Regions from separate parts of the Mus musculus genome. Here region 1 is linked to region 2. A link is a contact called in public HiChIP or PLAC-seq data. All regions are on one chromosome and are shown on one strand. The core of a region is the stretch at or near the end of the contact, and the rest is flanking DNA. Distances in the headings are between cores, read along the strand shown.

The links. HiChIP or PLAC-seq counts read pairs in DNA pulled down with a chosen protein or histone mark.
Region 1: a contact with region 2 is called in a CTCF HiChIP or PLAC-seq map of pro-B cells, with 4 times the contacts expected there. The contact joins the promoter of Ninl here to the enhancer-like site in region 2. A contact is called at or near these places in 3 of 15 datasets of contacts at CTCF or cohesin (the NIH/3T3 cell line, embryonic stem cells and pro-B cells), 9 of 484 Hi-C or Micro-C datasets (the G1E-ER4 cell line, bone marrow-derived macrophages, embryonic stem cells and 3 more), 3 of 115 datasets of contacts at active chromatin or transcription factors (embryonic stem cells and fetal liver) and 2 of 9 other capture datasets (liver and pancreatic islet).

The regions. Positions count from the first base shown.
Region 1 is chr2:151,007,282-151,013,249 of GRCm38.p6, reverse strand. It overlaps Ninl (ninein-like), which reads left to right and starts at 3,852. Exons shown (of 24, transcript NM_207204.2): 1 at 3,852-4,019.
Region 2 is chr2:150,868,161-150,874,262 of GRCm38.p6, reverse strand. The region is part of intron 1 of Abhd12 (abhydrolase domain containing 12); the gene reads left to right. Among named protein-coding and RNA genes, the nearest start is that of Gm23598, 13 kb to the left of the region's middle. Within about 2 kb of position 4,597, at least 42 of the 459 cell types and tissues checked have an H3K27ac peak or open chromatin away from gene starts, as enhancers often do. A contact at or near this core is called in bone marrow-derived macrophages and pro-B cells, where this site is marked.

The DNA.
Region 1 (5,968 bases), core at 2,603-5,102, 140 kb before region 2:
TGAGCTTTTGGGTTAGTATTAACTTATCAGTGAGTATATACTGTGTGTGTTCTTTTGTGTCTGGGTTACATCACTCAGGATGATATTTTTAGTTCCATCCATTTGCCTGTAAATTTCATGAAGTCATTGTTTTTAATCACTGTGTAGTACTCCCTTGTGTATATGCACCACATTTTCTGTATCCATTCTTCTGTTGAGGGACATCTGGATTGTTTCCAGCTTCTGGTTATTATAAATAAGGCTTCTATGAATATAGTGGAGCTTGTGTCCTTATTACATGTTGGAACATCTTTTGGGTATATTCCCAGGAGTAGTACAGCTGGGCCCTCAGGTAATACTATGTTCAATTTTCTGAGGAACCACTATACTAATTTCCAGAGTGGTTGTACCAGTTTGTAATCCCACCAACAATGGAGGAGTGTTCCTCTTTCTCTACATCCTCATCAACATCTGCTGTCACCTGAGTTTTTGATCTTCTGATTGGTACTGATGGAATCAAAATTCCAACTCAATTCTTCATAAAGTTAAAAAGAACAATTCTCAAATTCATTTGAAAGAACAAAAAACCCAGGATAGCAAAAACTATTCTCAACAATAAAAATACTTCTGAGAGAATCACTATCCCTGACCTCAAGCTATACTACAGAGCAATAGTGATGGAAAAAAAAAAACTACATGGTATTTGTACAGAAATAGGCAATTAGACTAATGGAATAAAATCAAAGATTCATAAATGAACCCACACACCTGTGGTCATTTGATCTTTGATAAAGAAGCCAAAACCATTCAGTGGAAAAAAGACAGCATTTTCAACAAATGGTTCGATTGGTGGTCTGCATGTAGAAGAACGCAAATCAATCCATACCTATTTCCTTGCACAAAGTTCAAGTCCAGGTAGATCAAGGACCTCCACATAAAACCATATAAACCGAATCTAATAGAAGAGAAAGTGGGGGAAAAGCCTTGAACACATAGGCACAGGGGAAAAGTTCCTGAACAGAACACCAATGGCTTATGCTCTAAGATCAAGAATTGACAAATGGGACCTCATAAAATTGAAAAAGCTTCTGTCAAGCAAGGGGCACTATCAATAGAAAAAAATGGCAACCCATAGATTTGGAAAAGATATTTACCAACCCTACATCTGATAGAGGGCTAATATCCAAAATATACAAAGAACTCAAGACGGCAGACTCCAGAGAACCAAATAACCCTATTAAAAAGTGGAGTACAGAGCTAAATAGAGAATTCTCAACTGAGGAATCTCGAGTGGCTGAGAAACACTTGAAGAAATGTTCAACATCCTTTGTCATTGGAGAAATGCAAATCAAAATTAGATTTTTTAAAAAGGGCTGCTTGCTCAAGAATATCATGAAACATCTGTGGAGGTGCTACCATTTCCTCTTCTATTTCAGTCAGGAACAAGAAGACAAAATACAAAGAATCAAAGAAGTTATATCCACGGAGCAAAAAGACATTTTATTAGTGCTTCTCATTTCATCATATCTTGAGAATATAATGTTAAGACTGGAAATGTGTATCAGTGGTAGAACACATGCGTAGCAAACTGAAGGCTGTACCTTCCTGTTTGGCACCAGAACAAACAAACAAATAGAAGAGAAAAAAGCAATATTAGTTCAATGGTTTTACTGAGTAACAATATAAAATGTAAAGAGAGATGTGGCCATGGCACAGTGGATAATTTTTGAAAGAATTGTAAGTCAGGCTGGGGTGGTGAGCCAACAAGTTGCTCAGCATTTGCTGTGCTGCTGAGAATAGATAAGATACTGGCTTGGGCTGCTAAACCCACAGACTCTAGATCAGAAACCTTGTTTTCCCAGATCCTTGGTTTTAAAATGATACATTATATCCACAAATGAAAGAGGGTCGTATTTCCTCCTATGACAATGCAGCTTTTCTTGTTGGGAAGGCAAGTGTAATCTGCCCTTCAAAATGCCTTGCTGGGAATATTTAGAATGTATATCTCTATCTGGAAAGGTAACTTTCTTTATTTGGGAAACCAGGTAGTCTCAGAAACCTGATCCAAATGCCATTCCTTTAGTGATGGGGTGGAGACAGTGTTCTACCATTTATGGTTTTTTGGGGGGAGGGGGATGGGAAGTAATTACGTTTAAAAACATACAATCTTCTGGAGCCTGGGAGCCAGTTTAGCTGATAAAAGCACTTGCTGTACAAGGGTACACTCCATGAAGTGCATGCACTCCTCCACCACCACCCCTGTGTCACTAACGAAATTAGTGCGTTAGTGTGTAACCTTTAAAAGTCAAACAAATGAAACGTTCACAAAAAGAAGACCCACCAGAATGTGATGCTGTTGGGAGGTGTGGACTGGAATCTATAATCAGGTCTTCTAGTCATTGAGGAGGTGTCCCTAAAGGGAATCTGGCAGCCCCTGTCTCTCTCTCTGTCTCTGACTCTCATTCCAGCTCTGATGTGGTGACTTGCCACAAGCTCAGAAGCAACAAAGATAAATTGACCCTGGGTTGAAATCTCTAAAACTCCAAGTCCATAGAAACCCTATTCCCCCTTCTTTATTCTTACCTCAGCTATTTGCTATAGGTCGGGGGGGGGGGGGGGATGGAGTAACATGCCCCGCCCCGCTCCTCTCTGGCTAGGAGCCACTGCTGTGATGGCTAATTTGGGTTGCTGGTTTGGCTGGATCAATTAGTTCATGTCCCTGCAAAAAGTGTCTTTCACATCTCCATTTCACAGATGAACAAAGTGAAGATCTCCCAGATTGTGTAACTGGGTGGCACAAAGTCCAACATCCAGTGAATGGCCCTGTGAATCTCATCATCTAACTCTAAGTTCATTCTCTAACAGTACATGGAAAACCCAGAGTATAAGGAGATTTAGAGAATATATAGTCTTTAAAAATATTTCTAAAACTTATTGTGTGAATGTGTGTGTGCATGATGCTTATATGTCTGTGTTCAGAACGGCATGTGTCTCAGTGTGTGTGTGTGTGTGTGTGTGTGTGTGTGTGTGTGTGTGTGTAGTCAGAGGAAAGCTCTGTGGAGTTGATTTTTCTAAGGTTTTTTTTTTTTAATTATATGTATGGGTGCTTTGCCTCTATGTATATCTATGCAACACATGCACTCTTGGTGTCTGAGGAGAAGTCAACACTGGATCCCTTGGAACTAGAGTTACAGATAATTGTGAGCTGCCCTGTGGGTGCTCAGAATTGAACATGGGTCCTCAGGAAGAACAGCCAGTGTTCTTCACTGCTGAGCCATTTCTCCAGCACCTCCTATCACCTTTACATGTGTTCTGGGATTGAATTTAGGTCATCAGGCTAGCAAGGCAAGTGCTTTTACAAACTGAGCCATCTCCCTGGTCCTGATAAAATACACTCTGCACAGTGGCGACTATGGCATACCACACTTTGGGAACCTCAGGTTATAATCTAGAGGGAAGCAGGGCCCTGGTTATATGCCCCACAGCTACACCTCTGCCACAGGGTGTAGGCATGTCATGTCCATCACTGGTTGGGGCAAGTTATGACACATGAAAAGGGATACAGCCCAAGTATATGGTTCATCAGAGTACAGTATGGGCTTTTTACTGGTTCCTGGCTGCCTACCACTCTGTGGAATTCTTCCACTTGAAAGTACTTGAGTCTCTTATTTTTTAGTTTAGTTGTTGTTAGTTTTTTGTTTGTTTGTTTGTTTTTAACACCCTGTCTCCCAGAGCCTTGAAGTCATCCTGCATCCTCCTCTTCCATACCAGCTAGGCCCCTGGCCCAGCTCCGCCTGCCTCCTCGCCCCGCCCGTCCAAGCCCCGCCCCCAAGGAGCCCCGCCCCTTCCCTGGGGAGGCCCCGCGAGAACGAGGGGGCGGCGCCCAGAGGCCTTGGGAGCCCAGGGGAGCGCGGCCGGCAGACACAAAGAGCGGCCGAGGGACGCGCGCTGGGGTGTCCTACCCGGCTCGCTTTGCACCGGGCTGCCGGAGCCCGCATCCTGAACTCAGCGTTCAGAGAGCCGAGCCTCCCACTCCCCAGGTGAGTAGGGCGTGGGAGAGGGCTGAGGGGAGGGGAGCCGAGCCGAGCGGAGCCGAGGGGGGCCGAGCTGGGCCGAGGAGGGCCGAGCCGGGCCGAAGGGATCCGCATCCTCGTGCAGCGGCCGGTACACAGCGGAGCCGATGCTTGCGATGCAGGCGCGCGCTCAGAAAGCCACACCAGAGTCTCACTGCTCTGCGGCGCACTCGGACCGGGAACGGTGGTCCGCACCGAACTCAGCGTGCTAGTGGGGTGCAGCTGCCGCCCCAAATTTTGACGTACTCAGAGAGCGGGATGCCTGGGCCCGCCGTGCTTCCCGCCTTCGTCCTCTTTTGACGAGGGGAACCGGATCGGGAGGCGACCCCAGCCTGTGTCTGAGCCCCCTTCTCAGTGCCCCTGGGAAAGCCAGGGACCATGCTTGATTGAGAGCACCTATTGGCGTTGTTGCCGCGCGTCGGTCCCTCCTGTGACTGGTGAAGTCGTCCTTGCGATCTCTGGTTGTATTATCAGTTTGCACTTAGTTGTTGAAAACTGGGACACCTCTCTCTGGGGCGGAGAAGCCTGTTGCTTCTGTGTCAAGGTCGTCCCTGCCTGCGCACCATTCTGCTACTTTGTTGTGCACTTGCGAGGCTGGTCCATCGGTAATTGAGAAGCAGTGACCTGGTGTTTGGGCTCTAGCTGTCTCAGGCAACAAATTGCACGATGGGAGACCAACTTAAAGTTTCTTAAATACCTAAATTGTCAGGCGCTCTCTGTAGCTCGTTATATGGGGGTGGAAGAAAAGAGTGATGCCTTCTCTCTCCTCTACAACATTTAGCCGACTTTTAGAACCAGGAAGGAGGTCCAGAAATGGCCCTTGCAGAAGTTCACTTGATGCGCAAGGCAGGTAGCAGAGAGGGACCGTGAAGATGGTGTTTGCCTGAGATTTCCAGGTTCTTGACTATGGATTTACTGCTTTTAAAGCAGGGGTGTGTGGGAGAAAAGAAAAAGAGGGAAGAAGGTTGGTCAGTTTATGAACTACTGTGTGCAAGAACAGGCGCGAATGAGAAGGAACGTGCCTGTGGAGTTAGGGCAGTTAGGGCAGCAGCCAGCTTGCCTCTACTGTTCATTTTATGTTATCTGTTAGTGGCTTAGACGACTACAGATCAAACTAGTCTGTAGTCAGTTGCCAGACACTAATGTTTTGATGGAAGACAAACCACATATGTGAAGGTGGTCCTAATAGGAACTGAAAAATTCCCATTAGGGGTGTCATCCCTGTAACCTTGTAATGAATCTCTGATGTCAACAGTCTAATCTAGCTTTATAAGAGTTATTGCATCCCGTTAGGTGTAGTGCATGGTATTTACTCTTGGGGTTTCTGAGAATGGAGCCCATGGTCTCAGATATGCCAGCCTCCTGCTGAAGCACATCCCCAGCCCAGTAACAATAAGAAGGAGAAGCGTCTCTTACTTGTTTATGTAGAAGACTATGCTTCGGCCAGGGTCTTAGTGTTGCTATTTAGATTGCTTGCTGTAAGGCAATATGCTCTGCTATGCCAGCAGCAACCTCACGCATCTCACGTATATGGAGCTTGTTAACTGTGTTGCGAGGCCACTCAGGTGATAAACTCTTTCTAGGTTAGTATATGCGCACATGGTGATATGAGTGCAGTAACGGAATTGCTGAATGACACTTCATAGTGTGTATCCCCATCATTAGCAACACCCGTCTTCATAAGGTAAAGAAAAGTAGGAACTCTGTTACATAAAATGGAGATTCGGTAAGAATCGGAGGATACTGCGTCTTTTTTTCAGTGTGAGAAAGTAGTAAGCTTTCTCCAAAAACTGGAACTTCAGATAAGATGTAACAATACTGACTTAGAAAAAAAGAACACTCTATAAAGAAAAAGTTAGGATTTACCTTTTAAAAACTAATATAAGCTAATAGAAAATGGGCTTTTCTTGAACTCA
Region 2 (6,102 bases), core at 3,348-5,847:
CTTTGGCTCACTAGCACTGAGATTATAAATGCTTGCCATTATACTGTAACTTTTTAAATGTGGGTTCTGAGGATCAAACTCAGGTTACCATTCTTGGACAGCAAGCATTTTACTCCCAGCCACAGGGATATCCTATTGAATATACCATCTTACAGAGTTTTTCACTTAACAGTATAGCAATAATTATTTTTGCATCAAAATTTACTTGTGTAACAGACGGTGGTAATACCCACACACACACCTTTAATCCCAGTACTTTGAAGGCAGAGGCAAGCAAATTTCTATGAGTTTAACACCAACCTGGTCTACAGAGCAAGTTCCAGGACAACCAAGACTACCCAGCGAAACCCTGTCTTGGAAAAACTAAAAAGAAATTACTCGTGTAAAAATGGTGGCGCACGCCTTTAATCCCAGCACTCAGGAGGCAGAGACAGGCAGATTTCTGAGTTCAAGGCCATCCTGGTCTACAAAGTGAGTTCCAGACAGCCAGGGCTATACAGAGAAAACCTTTCTATAATAATAATAATAATAATGATAATAATAATAATAATAATTTTCTTTTAAAAATAGCATATGCAAATCAGTGTTCTTTGAAATCAGTGTTCTTTCAAAACTTGTTTGGTTTTTTCCTATTATGAAAGTGACTATGTTCATTGTTAAAAATATATTTTCAGATAATATAAGGAGGTATAAAGTAGAAAACAAATAGCTACAAATTCTCTATCCCTGGGCAGCAGTCACCCTTCTAGTTGCATTTGGATACTTTAATCTCTGTACACACAAGCATAATTTGCATTTCTATATAAGATATTGGTGTTTCTCTGTTTGTTTTTGGAAAGGGTCTCATAGTGTAGCCCAGGGTGGCCTTGAACTCCAGTTGCTCTTGCCCGAGTTTTCCCCGGTGCTGGGGTTACAGGCATGTACCACTGTACCCAGCTCTGCACATGATTTTATGAATTGTAACTTAACTACACTGTACGTTGTATTTGGTTCAAGTCCTCATATAGAGGTGACATTGTTTTTAACATTTATATAGCACGTCTTCCTTGTTTGACCCAGGCCTCCCTCTGTACTACTGGGTTGCCATAATGCTGTCTGACTGAAAGATACAAAGGAGTAGGAGTGATCTGTTGTGAACAAGGGGACCACATGTGGCCTGAATGCCTTCTTGTGTGCTTTGCCAAGTATCTTGCCTACTCCTGATAATGCTTGCTCTGTGTGGGATTTTCTCCTGTGTGGTCTTGTCCTGCCCCTTACTGTATTTTGACCCCTATGAAGAAGGGTGTGCGGGTCCAGACTGCTTATGCAGAAGCAGAAGAAGGGAATTAAATGTAGGCTGGAGATGATACAGAATTGTTAGCATGCCTTCAGGACACCATTGCGCACGAAGTGGCTGTTGAAGGGACAAGAGGAACATGTGGCTGCCCATCATGACATCAGGGAAGTTTTAAAAGAATAATTATAGTTCTCTCTGTGAAGAACCTGTATGATATATATATCCAGCATTTTCATAATACATGAGTTCATCATTTATTTAATCAACTTCCTACGGATCTGGCTTTTCTCGGTACTTTTTGCTATTATTAGCAATTTTCTAGTGTTCAATCTGTTCCTTTTTCAAAAAGTGTCTTGTTACTTTGGGTAATTTGAGACTTGGTGAGTCAGAGTATGAATATTTACAATTTTAACACTATTGTGAAGGTGATTGTGACAAGGTTATAAAGATTTTACCTGTTTGCCTGGAATCTTTAAATGGACCACTTTCCCTTCACCTTCATTAGCTATTAACATTAAGCCGGGCGTGGTGGTGCATGCCTTTAATCCCAGCACTCGGGAGGCAGAGGCAGGCGGATTTCTGAGTTCGAGGCCAGCCTGGTCTACAAAGTGAGTTCCAGGACAGCCAGGGCTATACAGAGAAACCCTGGCTCGAAAAACAAACAAACAAAAAACCCAAAAAAAACTATTTACATTAAATGTTTATATTAAACTATTTATGGATAAAAATGAAAATTTTTATGTGATGCTTTCCTTCGATACATATGCTACAAAATATTTATTTCACTTACATCTTGCAAACTTTTATAGATTATTATTTTCCTTGAAAATATATTGCTGGTCCAAACTGTTATATGAGCTTGATCTCCAGGACTGGAGGTATATGTAGCTCAGTGGTAGAGTGGTGACCTAGCAACTTGTAAGTCCTGGATTTGACGCACAGCACCACCCCCAAATGTATTATCCTGCTGAATTCATTTTCTTAACTAACCAGAAGATTCTGGATAGAAGCTGTAGACTTCTGCCTTTGTTAAGTTGTTAATTTCATAAGCAGTATTTCTTGAACACTCTGCTAGGTGCTGGTAACAGTGTCAACAACATTATATATCATAGAAAGACATATAGAAATTATATATTTACTATTCTCTAATTTCCCCTGTGGAGGGGAAAGAAATACCAAATGAGTTCCAGGAAGACTGCAGAAGGGTCAGTGAGGCAGACCTGGCTGAGGTCAGGACTGGAAGCTCCAGGTAGGGAAACAGGGGGTGTAAGGAACTGAAGGATCTGGAGGGTTGAGACCAGTGAGTATGTGCTGAGTGGAGCACAGGAGTCTCAGAGATGCTCAGCAGTGCACCTAGGTGGCCAGTCACATGTTAAAAAGGTTTCTCTGGCTACACAGTAGAGTATGGCACTAGAATAAATCAGGTGTGAGGCAGAGGCTTGCAGCTGGAGGTTGCTCCAGAAGACCAAGTGGACCATCCAATGCATAGTCATTATGCACAGGAAGGAACTGTTAGGCCTTCTAATCACACTCATATTTAGAAATTAACCCACTTAAACATGCAGACAGGTCATACTTGTATATAATTTCAGAAGCATTTATATTATGAAATTATATGCTTTTTTAAAAGTTACTAATACATGTGACTAATGAGAGGTGATTACCAGGCATGGTAGTCACTTTCCTAACTACTATAATACTTTTCCTAAGTGCTGTAATAAAATAGTCTGGAAAAAAACAAATTAGGTGACAAAAGGTTTGCTCCGGCTCACAGTTGAAGGGTACACTCCTTCATGTTGGGGAGTTCAAGGCAGCAGGCACTTTCCCATCTGCACTACTGAGTCCATCTGTTAGTTTGCTTTCTATTGCTATGCTGAACACCATAAGCTAAAGCAAATAGTTTTGTTTTATTTTTCTTATATTTCTCCCATCACCGTCCATCATTGAGATAAGTCAGGGAAGGAGCCTGGAGGAAAGAACTAAAGCAGAGAGCTTGGAGGGATGTTCCTTACTGGTTTGCCCCTTATGGCTTTCTTTACCTGCTTTCTTACACAACCCAGGACTACCTGCTCAGGAGTAGTACCACCCACAGTGTGCTGGACCCTCTCACATCAATCATTAAGTTAAAAAAAAATACCTCAATCTGATAAAGGCCTCTTCTCAAGTAATTTTCACTCTCCCCCCAAATGACTTGAGTTTGTAACAGAAACTAACCAGCACAGTTGATCTTCCTATCTCAATCAAGGTAATCCCCCACAGGCATACTAGAGGCATGATTCTATCAAGTTGACAATTGACACTACCAGAATAGCACAAGCCCGTGATCCCCACACTTTGGAGATGAAACTAGGGTGATCACAGATTCAAAGCTAGCCTGGAGTCCACAACACAACAACAACAAAAAAGAGAAACGGTTTTAGGACTAGGAGTGTAGCTCATGGCAAAATACTTGCTTAGAATGTGTGAGGCCTTGGAGTCTGTTCCTAGCAATGTAATTAGTTGACAAATTGGCTGTGGTATCGAGGAGATGACTAGTCTGAGCAAGAAATGTTGCTGGTCTGAATTGAGAGGCAGTAATTGAGGTGACTAAAGGTAATAGGATTGAAGCAGGTGCCAGAAGACTTGGTGCAAATTGCAGAAGAACAGAGTGGGAAGTACCAAAATACTGTGAGGCACTTTGGCAAGCAGTATTTGCAAGATGGAAACTGAGGTGTTGGGAAGGAGAAAGGAGCCTGTAAGACTCCAGGTGGCGACCCAAAAAGACAGGTTAAGGAAACACAATAGTGCAGGCTTAGGTTTTGCTGACGAACCAAGCCCTCTGAAGCACGTCACTTAGTCCTGCTATGCTCCAGCTATTTTTGTTGTGGTCCCTGAGGACCCAGGCCATAGACCCCTCGCAGATCTACACAGTCTGTCTTCATCTCTCAGGATAGACACTTCTGCTCATGTTGCCTTAGTCAAAGCAACTCACTTGCTACCTCTGACCTTAAAAGTAGAAGACTACAGTATGCTGTCCTTCCAGGACCATCCTTCCATGACCTCAAACAGGGACAGCTCTGACCACGGCCTAGCAATTCCCCAGAAGACCCACTGGTGCATAGGCTATTAGATACATAGGAAACAGTCTCGAATTTACCCAAAACCACTTGGCTCAGAGCATGCCCTGAGGGATCTTAGATAGAAATCACTGTATCAGAATTCTTGATGGATAGACAGGTACAAGTGTGTCCTCAGAATGAAGTTGCTGCTACCTACCACTTGCTTGGAGAGTTAGCCTCTCCCTTCCCCCCTCCACTGCATTATTTGGTGATCTCTGCAGTCTCAAGATACTAGTGCCTCTGAAGAGCAGGAAGTTAGACAGGAAATATAAGCTCAGCATGATGGGTTTGTCTAAAGGGCATTGGCAATGTGAGGCTTGGAGAAAGTCAAATGTATCTGCCTTTCCCTAGCGCTGAAACTTTTCACTCCCTGCCTTTTTCAGAAAGCACACTAGTGGTCTTGGTTTCTTGGGGTCTATGGCATTGCAGTCTTTCTGAGGTCAGGTAGCTGACAGGCAGAGCCAGTGGAGTTGCAGTGACTTAGATAATACATCCAGGGAAGAAAGGGTCTGGGAAATTTATGTGCTGTCTTCTAGAAGCTGATCAGATAGTGACCACTCCTATCAGATAGTAGGATTGATGGATGACTTGAAAGCATTGGTATTTATTGATATCTAACTACTTAAAGGGAATTTGAGGACCCCAAGGGAAATCAAATGTGAAGCCTCAGGTGCAGCCTAACCTGGGGTACTCACTGACAACTTCATTTCTAAAGCGGTGTGTCTGTCTGTCTGTCTGTCTGTCTTGTCTCTCTCACACACACAGGGGTGGTTATAAATAGATAAAATCAGAAATGAAGTTGAAGAAATGACTGCTAGCTTTACAGAAATGTAAAACAACATGATCATGAAGGAACACCATGAACAGTTGTGTGCCTACAGTAGACAACAGGGAGAGGGAGAAATAGACAACTTCCTGGAACCATGAAGGCTCTGTCTTAGATCATGAGAAACACACTCTAAGCAGACCTGTGCCCAGCAAGGAGATAGCTTAATTTAGAATTTACAAAGAAAGGGGAAGGACCAGGTAGCCTCACAGGAAAGTGTTACCAAACCTCTGAAAACAAACAACTTGTCTTCACAAACTCTAACATAAAGTAAACATGGAAGGAACATGTTCTACTTAGAGAACTTTTCTAAATGTTATCCTGATAATAATACTGGACAGAATTTCACTATAAAACTACAGGTGATGTCTCTCATACATGCAAATATAGAATCCTCAACAAAATACTAGCAAATCAAATCTGGCAACACATTAAAAGGTATCTATATATCATAAACAAGTGAGATTTTATCCTGATGATAAGTTTGATATCTAAAAGTAACTAATGAAATTCATCATATTAATAAACTACAAAAATAAAACCATCATCTCAATAGATACAGGAAAAAAACATTTTAAAAAATTCTGACACTTCTCATAATAAAAACATTCAAGCTAACCAAAATAGAAAAGTATCCTTTAAAACCCGTGTGGGCTGGGAAGTTAACAGTCAATAAGGTGCATGGCCTGCACTCGCGAGGACCTGAGCTTGATGCTTAGAACCCTATGAAAAACAGCAGGCACGGGGCTGGAGTGACGTCTCCGTGGTTTAGGGCACCTAGTGCTCTTGGTGAGGACCCGTGCTCACTTCCTAGCACCCATACCAAGCAACTCACAACTGCTTGTAATCCAGCTCTAGGGCACCCTGCACCCTCTGCTGGCCTGAATGGCGCCTGTGCTACA